Regions from separate parts of the Anas platyrhynchos genome. Here region 1 is linked to region 2. Evidence: chromatin contacts called from public Hi-C data. All regions are on one chromosome and are shown on one strand. The core of a region is the stretch at or near the end of the contact, and the rest is flanking DNA. Distances in the headings are between cores, read along the strand shown. Region 1 holds the start of CSTPP1 (centriolar satellite-associated tubulin polyglutamylase complex regulator 1). Region 2 overlaps ARFGAP2 (ARF GTPase activating protein 2).

Region 1 (4,818 bases), core at 1,542-4,041, 79 kb after region 2:
GAGTTTTGTATTTTCCAGGAGCTCTGCTGTACCAAAGCTTTGCATTTATTTTTCATTTTAAGAGAATGCTTGATTCACTTCTCCATGTTTATTTCTATTTTAACTCACAACTGCTTTTTTCCCCTTAGAATATGTCCAACTGTGTAGTACTCTTAGCATCCAAATCGGACACAAAATATTTTTTTTTCCATATTTAAGGTAAAAGTGAACACAGCAAGTAACACAAGGTTATTTTGGCCACTCATTTTTATTTGTTTGACTATTTTCAGTTCTGAGAAGGGAGGGAAAAGAGGTTAGGTGTAGCTCACCCATTCCAGGCCAGGAAAGACAGAGTGCCATCTGATCTGGGAGACTCAAAGAATACCTCATGTGGCAGCCTGGGGCAACACAATTTCAGAATGAAATTACAGAATGTGAAACTTGTTTATCACAGTTGCTTACAACCCCACATCAGACAACAATATTAACAAGACTTTGAGGAACACAATAGGATGAATCCAACCAACGGTGATTTCAGAATGCCAAATAATGCAGAAAACTAAAAAGCATCTTATAAAAACAGTTTTTATCAATTCCCCACTGTGAACACAAAATTCATTCTGTTTTGTGTGTGAGCGGCTTGGTAAGTTACAAAGTCTTGTGAAGACAAAACAATTATTCTTGATGACATTTATGGCCAATGAAAACACCCCTGCATGGCAGACGCTTTCTCTCTAATAGAGGACAGATTGTAACTTAAACAGAAGGATGCGCTATGTGAGCAACAGAACAAGCTCTTATACAAGCTACTGCTCAACCTGCATGCTCCTGTGTGTCTTCACCTAACCCAAATGTCACAGAAATTTAGGTTTTACAAAATGAAAAGGGAAGGGTAGATCAGCAAGTAGAACAGAGATAAAAGGAGGCTCACTTTAAGTAGGCTAATAATGCTGCTTGTACCATGCAATGTTACACACCTCTCAGAAGTCTCACTTCTCAGCTTCAGGTGTAAAACAGAAAGCTGGTTATTTCTCCTCACTCTCTAAGATTATTTTAGTCTGCCTCCTAGATTGTTTTGACTGATTCAGTCCTTACTGACAAGTTTCACACGAGTAAGAGTTAAGCGCCGATTTCATTAAAAACAATTAAACGAACCTAAAACCAAGTTGGCTCATTAAAAAGAAAGAAATTTTGCAAGTTTCAGCCTAGAGCAACTCTGTGGAAAAGTTATGAGCACCTCTATTAATGCGTAGGTTGAAAATGCTGACATGGTGTGATAGAGCAGTACACAACTGAAGGGTGTATTTACACGGCACGCCGTGATATTGTTCTCAAATACCTGAACTAGCGCCAACATTGAAATCAGTAGTAAGATCCAAAGTGGATCTCCTGAGAATCATCCTGACCTGAGAACTAAACCTCTGATTTCTGCCTTGAGTTTCCTTAATGCAGAACAGCACCGTGGTCACGTAGGGGGATGCACAAAGCATCCCAGTAATGGCCTAGTAGCAAAAGCATGAGATTCTATTCTGAGAGGACCTACATCACTCCTCTGCTTAACTACTTCAGCTCTCTTTCTTGCCATGATGCACTCTGAAAGACGGGTCAGATCCCTACTCATTGGCTCCAGCGCTAGGCTAAAGAAACCGAGTTCTTGTAGTCTCCCCCCTGTAGGACTGGATTTCCATTTACTGGAAGCTAGTGATGTTTTCTAGCCTTGTCCCATTCTGACTGACCAGAGATGGCAAAATCATGGTGGAATACGTACCACAAACCAATAGATGACGTTTCTTACCTTTTCTTGTATAAGAAAGCTCCAGTAAGTTATGTGTATCTTAACAGTTGTTACCAAACAGCATCTCAGGCCTAGAAAGTGATGGCTGAAGAATTTCACTTTTAAAATATTGATTTGTTTGTGTTCCAAATGCTTACCACTTGCAATTCATCTCCTCTTTAGCAATTAAACGAAGTCATATTGACTTTTTTTCCACCATAATTATTTTTCTTGATGTACTAACAGCTAATCCCTTTGCTCCTTAGTTTACTGGAACATCGAGTAGTAGCAACACAAACTGCTAGAGCTTCAAAGTTTGCAGTCAGTAAGGGAGCAGCTGCTTTATGAGTGAAAAGATTCCCATTTTACAGGGCACAGATCAGTAGGAAACACCACCTTTATTCCAGAAGAAAGGCTAACACCCAAACCACCTCAGGCCCTAGCCCAAACCACCTCACAACCTAAGAGCAGCACCCGATCTGACATTGCAAAACAAGCCTAAACCAGGGTTGCTTTCACAGAGGGCAAACAGAGGACTTCCAGAAGCCCTCACAGAGGACTTTGGATGGGCTACAGGGGGGCAGGGGCAGAAGCACCTTGCTCCGCGCCACCCCCACAGCCCAAGGATGCGGGCAGGCGGTGGCAGCCCACCCTCCTCAGCCCAGCCCAGCTTGCAGGGAGATGGCACCCACTGGTCTAAGAGGGGCACCCTGAGGGGTACAAGAGCCCCGTTCCCCACCCGCAAGCCCCAAGCAGCCGAGATGGCGGACACGGAGCCCCCTCCTCTCGCCTCAGGGGCTCGCCCCGGGCGGGGAGGGCAGGCACCGGGCAGCCCCTCCGCGCCGCCCCGCTCCTCACCCAGGTACTCGGGCCCCGGCAGCGAGAGCCGCTCGGGGCTCAGCATCCTCTCGCCGCCGCTCCCTGACGGTTTCCGCCCGTTTCCAAGGCTCCCGACGCTCAGGGCCCGGCGCTGCTCCTCCGCCGGCCCCGGCTGGGAACGAGCCCCGCCGCCGCCACCGTTCCGGGCCCCGCAGCGCTCGGCCGGGGGCTCCTCGCCCCACCGCCTGCAGCGGGGCCACGGCGGTCACACTGCACCCGCCCGGCGCTCGGCACCGGCCTGGGGCTGAGGGAAAGGCTGGGAGGGCGTGAGCCGCCTCAGGGGAAGGGGCTGTGGAAGGCGAAGTGACGGCACGGCTTGCCCTAAGGGGCTGGGGTTGACATGGCGGCCCGGCCCTGAGGAGGGGGCTGGGGTTGACATGGCGGCCATGCCCTGAGGAAGGGGCCGGGGGTGATGGCCTGGGCTGCGGATGCCTGGGGACTCCTCAGAGGGAGAAGGGCTGAAGAGCCAAAATGGCACAAGGAGTGAAGGCGTATAAAGCCGTTCTGGTTCAATTTGGAAACCAGAAGGTGCCTAAGAGCAGGGAGCTGCTGGATGTTTTGTGCTACAGCTGTGGGGGGAAAGATCCAAAGTTGAAGGTCAGTGGAAATAAGTCACTGAAAGGCGTTATGTAGCAACCTTGTTCCAGAGAGCCAGGCCTGAGCAGGGTGACCATGGAGGCCCCTTACGGTTACATCGGTCTATCAGTACTGCTGCTTGGCTCCCAGGCTGGTTTTTGGCAGCTCTGGTTCTCCAGAGAGGAGGGAACGGGGAGCATCGGGCATTACCCATTGCTCACAGGAGAGCAGAAAGTAACAGAAAAGCTCTGAGCAGCTCTGCTGGGTGCCTTTTCTCCAGAAGCTGATAGGGCTGAAATTTCCCAATGCCTTTGCAGTTTTTTCTTGCATCAGCATTAGAAAAAGCCCAGCCCAGGATGTAATCCCAGGAGTTCCAAAAGAAGAACTGGGAAGTGTTATGTTTTTAATGACAGATGCAAAAGAACAGAAATTAAATAAACCATTTACATGTGCATGCAAGCCTTTACTCCACAAAAACAAAAAGCTGTGTCGCTGTTGGAAACTCAGCTTTAACTTCTACTCAAAGTACAGTCAAGAGAGCAAATAGGATGTTATAGATAACCTACTTAAATTCCACATAACCCCACACCCCCAAATTGCCTGGACCTTTCTGCTGTATTTGTCTTGTTCAGTCTTTAAAAGGTCTTAGATATAAATATTTGAAAGCTAAGTAGTGAGAATAATGTAAGAAACAGACTGAGACACCCCAGTATGAAGAGTGATTGGATAAAAGATAAAACTGTCTCAAAGAGGATCGTTAAACATATCAAATGACAATATTATTGAAAATTATTTGTGCTACAATGAAGTTCATTTTAAAAATCATGTGTCCACTTTTGCAGTTTACATGTTTAGTTCTGTGTATTTAAAGGCTATAAATTTAAAGAAGAGAGATTTTGATACCAGATAAAATCAGAATGTATCTTGCATTGATGCAAGATATTTTTGGAGCCAAGAATTCAGCAGAATTTAGAAAGGAAGTAGACGTTTTTACACAGAATGAGAAAATACAGGATTATGTTATTACATATAAAAGCATACAGGGGGAAAAAAAGAGCACAGTGACTGGAGGAACATGAACTTCGTGGTGAAGGCAATTATCTGACTAATGGGGTTTTGGAAAAGATTTTTCCTAACATGAGGTCTATTCCATAACTGCTCACTTTAGGGTTTCAGGCACTTTGCAGTGAGGTGTCTGCTTCTAGGCCACTGTTGGAGAGGAGGGGGTCATTTGGTAGACCCCCTGTGATCGTTACGTTTAAGAACACAGTTCTTGTGCTTCTAAAACTGGTGTCAAGATCTGTTTTCACAAGCAGTCCTTTACAATCATCCAGGCAGTTTTACTGGTATTTAAAACCCAAATCTAGAAGACTTTCCTCTTCTATATTCCCAGTCAGCTGTGCTGGTTGGAGCCTTCCACAGGTTCATTAATTCTTTTCTGTTGTTTAACCCATTTCTGTAAAACACAATTTCTCCTTGATCAATTTCTGGAGCGCTCATTTAAAAGATGCTTTTAACGTCCATTTTTAACAACTACATTATAATATTTCTATTTTGCATTTTCCCTGGGATTTTTTTTTTTTTTTTCTTGTTACGGTTTGGTCTCTATG
Region 2 (4,159 bases), core at 1,496-3,995:
GCCTTTGGCTCACGATGGGAAACAGACTCTTCGTGGGGTGTTGACAAAGAGGAGGAACCAGAGGTGACAATTTCCAGTATTCGGCCAATTTCAGAGAGGTAAAGCACCTGCTACTGTACTGCCCTTGTACGGGACAAAGGGATGGGTCTAGGAGTTGTGGGGGAGATGCTACTGTGCTGTGACAGGAGCTGAGCCTTAGGCTGCAGAAGATCACTTACATGGGTAATCCTGAGAAAAGGGGCCTTTGGTGAGAGATCCTTTGGGCACTTCTTTTCCTATTGTGTCACAGCCCTTATGGTCATCAAATGGGGTCTGCCCTGGGGTGGGGGGAGGAGAGAACTCTGGTAGCAGCTAGCCCTTGGGGTTTGTTCCTCTCCTTCCATCAGATGGGATATGAGACATGTCTTTCTCTACTGTGTTGCTGAGCTTAAGCTGAGCTGTCTCCTCTCTTGCTTCCTCAGGCCCACCAGTAGAAGAGATACAGAGCACAGGACATCAGTTGTGGAATCAAATGAAGCTCGGCAGAAGTTCGCAGGAGCTAAAGCTATCTCTTCAGATATGTTCTTTGGGCGGGAAGCAGATGCTGAGGTAAATGCACTTTGCAGTGCTCTGACTTCATCTCCTGTTTGCTCAGGTTGTTCTTTGTTCCGTTCCTTTACCTTTTTTGTTTTCCTTTCTTCTGCAGTATGAAGCCAGATCCCGACTGCAGCAGCTCTCAGGCAGCAGTGCTATCAGTTCTGCAGACCTGTTCGGAGAGGCTGAGAATGCGCACTCAGGTTTGTTAGCACTCAGTGGGTTGAGGAAGGGAGTGCAGCTTTGGAGGACCTCAACAAGAGGGGGTCAGGGTGTTCTCTGGAGCTGGAGAACTCCAGCCTTACTCCTCCTGGTTCTTGTAGGTGGTGTGTCGATTGGAAATGTCCTGCCTGCAGCCGATATCGCACAGTTCAAGCAAGGAGTGAAGTCAGTTGCTGGCAAGATGGCTGTCCTAGCCAACGGGGTGATGAACTCCCTCCAGGTGAGGTTGCACTGCAGCACTTTCAGACAGGTTCTAGTCATGTTCGGGGACTTCTACCATATCCTGGCCGTTCCAAGTGATTTCACTGGGATTATCATCGTCTTCTCAAATTATATGGAAAGTCCTAGGTAGAGATGAGCCCTTTTGTAGCTGAGGATTCAATAGCTGACCAATTCCAGGTGGCTGGTGAATGCTACTTGGACAACATTATTCTCCTGCTGGACAGGGTACTGTGTTATGTCAGATACACCTTTTCCCACAGATCTTTAAACTTAAAAAAAAAAAATTGAGCCCATTTTACCTCCTGTCTTTGCAAGGTGTCCTCTCTTAAGGCAACCTTTTGTTGACCATTGTGTATTGATTGCATTAATGCCAAACCCCCATGACCTTGTTATTTGCTTCTTTGGAGTTTGCACAGTGTTATAGAATGGTGTCTTGGTGTGTTTCCTCCCCAGGATCGTTATGGTTCATATTGATGACCCAGGAACTGCAACTCGCAGGGAAGCCAGCAGGAGGCACTGATGCCACCTTCGCCTGGAGTAAACTCTGCAGGATTGTCTTAGTTTGTCTGGGGTGGGTGGGGAGGGGAGAAGGAAAGCAGAAGGGGGCAGGACATGGCTGTGCCCAGGATGCTTTCCAAATATCTGAATTCCACTCTGCATTAAAATTTGATGTGCCCTCAGACCCACTGCTATCTACTAGCCAGTGGAGATGGGGATAACCTCACTGCTGTGAAAGATGTGGGAATTCCTGTGACTGCCCTCATCAGTGCTCCTATCCTTCCTGGCCCATCCCTTAGCTGACCACGTGACAGAGGAAATGGGAATGCTGTTTTTCTGAACGTGTTACCTGGTCCCTACGGACATGACTGTGGCTTTCTGTTCTGCTCAGTGCTCTTACTGCCTGATCCCAAGCAGGCTGCTGCAGCAGTTCACAGCACGGGTAAGGCATTTTCAACTGCAAGGTTCTAGCATGCATGGTAAGCCATGGTGTCACAATTCCTCTGTATTTGCAGGGTCTGCCTTTTACCATGGGATAATCCTTTTTATTGTCTTGTAAACTGGCATATATTGATGCGGGAGAACAAATCAAGCAAAGATTATTTTTTTTAGCTTCTAATCACATCATGAGCAAAAAAAAAAAGGCCCAGGCCATGAAGTACTATAAAGATATTTGCTGGACCCTTGGTTATTGTGTTGCCCTGTCCTATCTTCCATCCAGACTTGGACAGAGGGGAAGGTCCTGAAACCCTGGCTTAAGTGGGACAGGGGTGAGGGAGGCTGTCCCCATGGGGACTGCAACCTTAGTCCTACTCAGGTGGGTTCTTTGCTTCTGAGTGTGGTTTCAACAAGAGCAGTTTTCCCTTCATGCAGTTGAGGATGGGATAGGCCTTTTTTTCTGTGCTTATTTTGCAACTATTGCAAAATAGCTGGATGAGCAAAACAATTTAACTCCGTGGGTTCCTGTCAGCAAATGCCCCCTCCAGGGCTGGGCCCCCACATTGTGCCAGATGTGCACGGACCCCCCTGGTCCACTGGGGGCTGCGTGGCAGCAGCCAGAGGGGCCGTGGTACCCCCAGGGCTGTGGCGGGGGTGGAAGTGGCTGAGGGTTGAATGTGCTTGCGTGGGTGATGTGGGCACGGTGCCATTTGTGCTGGGGGTGGCAGCGGGCCCCACCTGGGCGGGGTCAGCATTGTGGGGCCCCATGAGAGGCCACTGGGGCCTGGGAGGGGGGGCACAGAGCAGAGTTTCTCAGGCTTGGCCCCAGGCCTTACACTGCATGCTTTATTCCCTTGCTTTGGTTGTTGCCCACTGCTGGGTGGGGAAAAAACGTGCAGTTAAAGAGCATGCTGATAACTTACAATCAATAAATACCTCCCCCTACCTCCACAGCCAGGTCAGCAGTAGCTAAAAGATTACTCTTAAAATAGTTCCAGCATGTGCTGAATCCGCTCGGCTTAGGGCAGCGCTAAGCTTTGGGTTAACAGATCTTAGTAGCCTACACCGTGCAGCGTTTTAGGGCAGGGAAGAGCAAGAAGCCTCCCAAAGGCTCACGAGAAATTGGAGTATCTTGGGAAATAACGAGTCCATGCAAGCTGTGACAGAGGTGCATGGCTAGTCAGCTGTTCAGGGTTGTGGAGGCCAAGCTGCAGAGTTAGTTACCACTGAGGCTGTAATTCTTTCTGTAGCTGTACAGGCCACACCGCGATGATACAACAATGCCAATATTTACAAAAAGTACCTGGGCCTCACTTGAAAACTGCCTCCTCCTCCCCCAGTGCTTCTGCCCACCAACCCCCAGCAGATATGCTCTATGTTGGCAGGCTGCACCGCCACCTGTGGCCAAACCATCTGAAGACTTTTCATCTCTCTGTTCCACCCCCCTCTCCAAAGCCTGCTTTCAGCAAATGAGCTTAACGTGCTGTTGGAGGCAGGGGGAGGCCTCCCAGAAGGGAACTCAGCACAGCAGAGGAGCCGCAAAGCACCGTGCAGTACTTGCTGAAATCTAGCTTATTATTTGCTTTGGCTTGGCTTGGACTCATGGAGGAGGAAGCTGTGACAGGTGGCAAGGCACTAGCTAAACCCTTCTATTCTAGGAACTTGAGGAATTTCTCTACCTTTGATCACATGCAGGTGCAGCTTTACTAGGAATAATTACAATGGAGCATGAATGCAAAGCTGCCGCTGGCGATTTAACCACTCTATTGTCTAGGCCAAGTCTGAACACAGCTACACAACAAAACCCTGGCACCCAGCCTGCACCAGCGCTCCCACTGTTCCAGCACCTGCTGAACTGGGAGAGAGCCCTGGTTGGGAGAACGCCGGGCTATTTCCAAGTACGGGCAGCTCTAGCAGCTGCTGGTTTGTCGTCTTACGTGCCAGCAGATGGCAGCAGAACTCTGTAGCTGGAAATAGCTACTCCTACACAGATTCGGATCTAGGGGAAAAAAAAAAGCAGCGTTCTTGCTGGGAAGGGACAGGTGGACTTGGCAATGGGGCCTGGCAGAGCCGCGCACACACTGGTGATGTGGATGTAACCCAGTGCCAGAGCAGATGCTCTGGGAGGAGGTGCTGCACCTCCAGGGAGATGTGGACAAACCAAAGGTGGGACCGGTGCCCACCCTCACAACCTTCAGTTTTCAGA

Evidence for each region. Hi-C and Micro-C count contacts between places; a contact is called where the count stands out from the background.
Region 1: a contact with region 2 is called in a Hi-C map of liver, with 1.7 times the contacts expected there. The contact joins the promoter of CSTPP1 here to the enhancer-like site in region 2. A contact is called at or near these places in 2 of 8 Hi-C or Micro-C datasets (liver and small yellow follicle).

The regions. Positions count from the first base shown.
Region 1 is chr5:32,011,751-32,016,568 of IASCAAS_PekinDuck_T2T, forward strand. CSTPP1 (centriolar satellite-associated tubulin polyglutamylase complex regulator 1) reads right to left here and starts at 2,792. Exons shown (of 10, transcript XR_011809664.1): 1 at 2,612-2,792. It overlaps LOC110351715 (a long non-coding RNA gene), which reads left to right and starts at 2,268. Exons shown (of 4, transcript XR_002399484.4): 1 at 2,268-2,615.
Region 2 is chr5:31,933,151-31,937,309 of IASCAAS_PekinDuck_T2T, forward strand. ARFGAP2 (ARF GTPase activating protein 2) reads left to right here. Exons shown (of 17, transcript XM_072038694.1): 13 at 1-98; 14 at 462-588; 15 at 686-776; 16 at 897-1,015; 17 at 1,471-2,202. The coding sequence ends at 1,491. CSTPP1 (centriolar satellite-associated tubulin polyglutamylase complex regulator 1) reads right to left here. Exons shown (of 10, transcript XR_011809664.1): 9 at 3,458-4,159; 10 at 2,773-2,889. Among named protein-coding and RNA genes, the nearest start is that of ARFGAP2, 10 kb to the left of the region's middle. Within about 2 kb of position 2,746, at least 5 of the 8 cell types and tissues checked have an H3K27ac peak or open chromatin away from gene starts, as enhancers often do. A contact at or near this core is called in small yellow follicle, where this site is marked.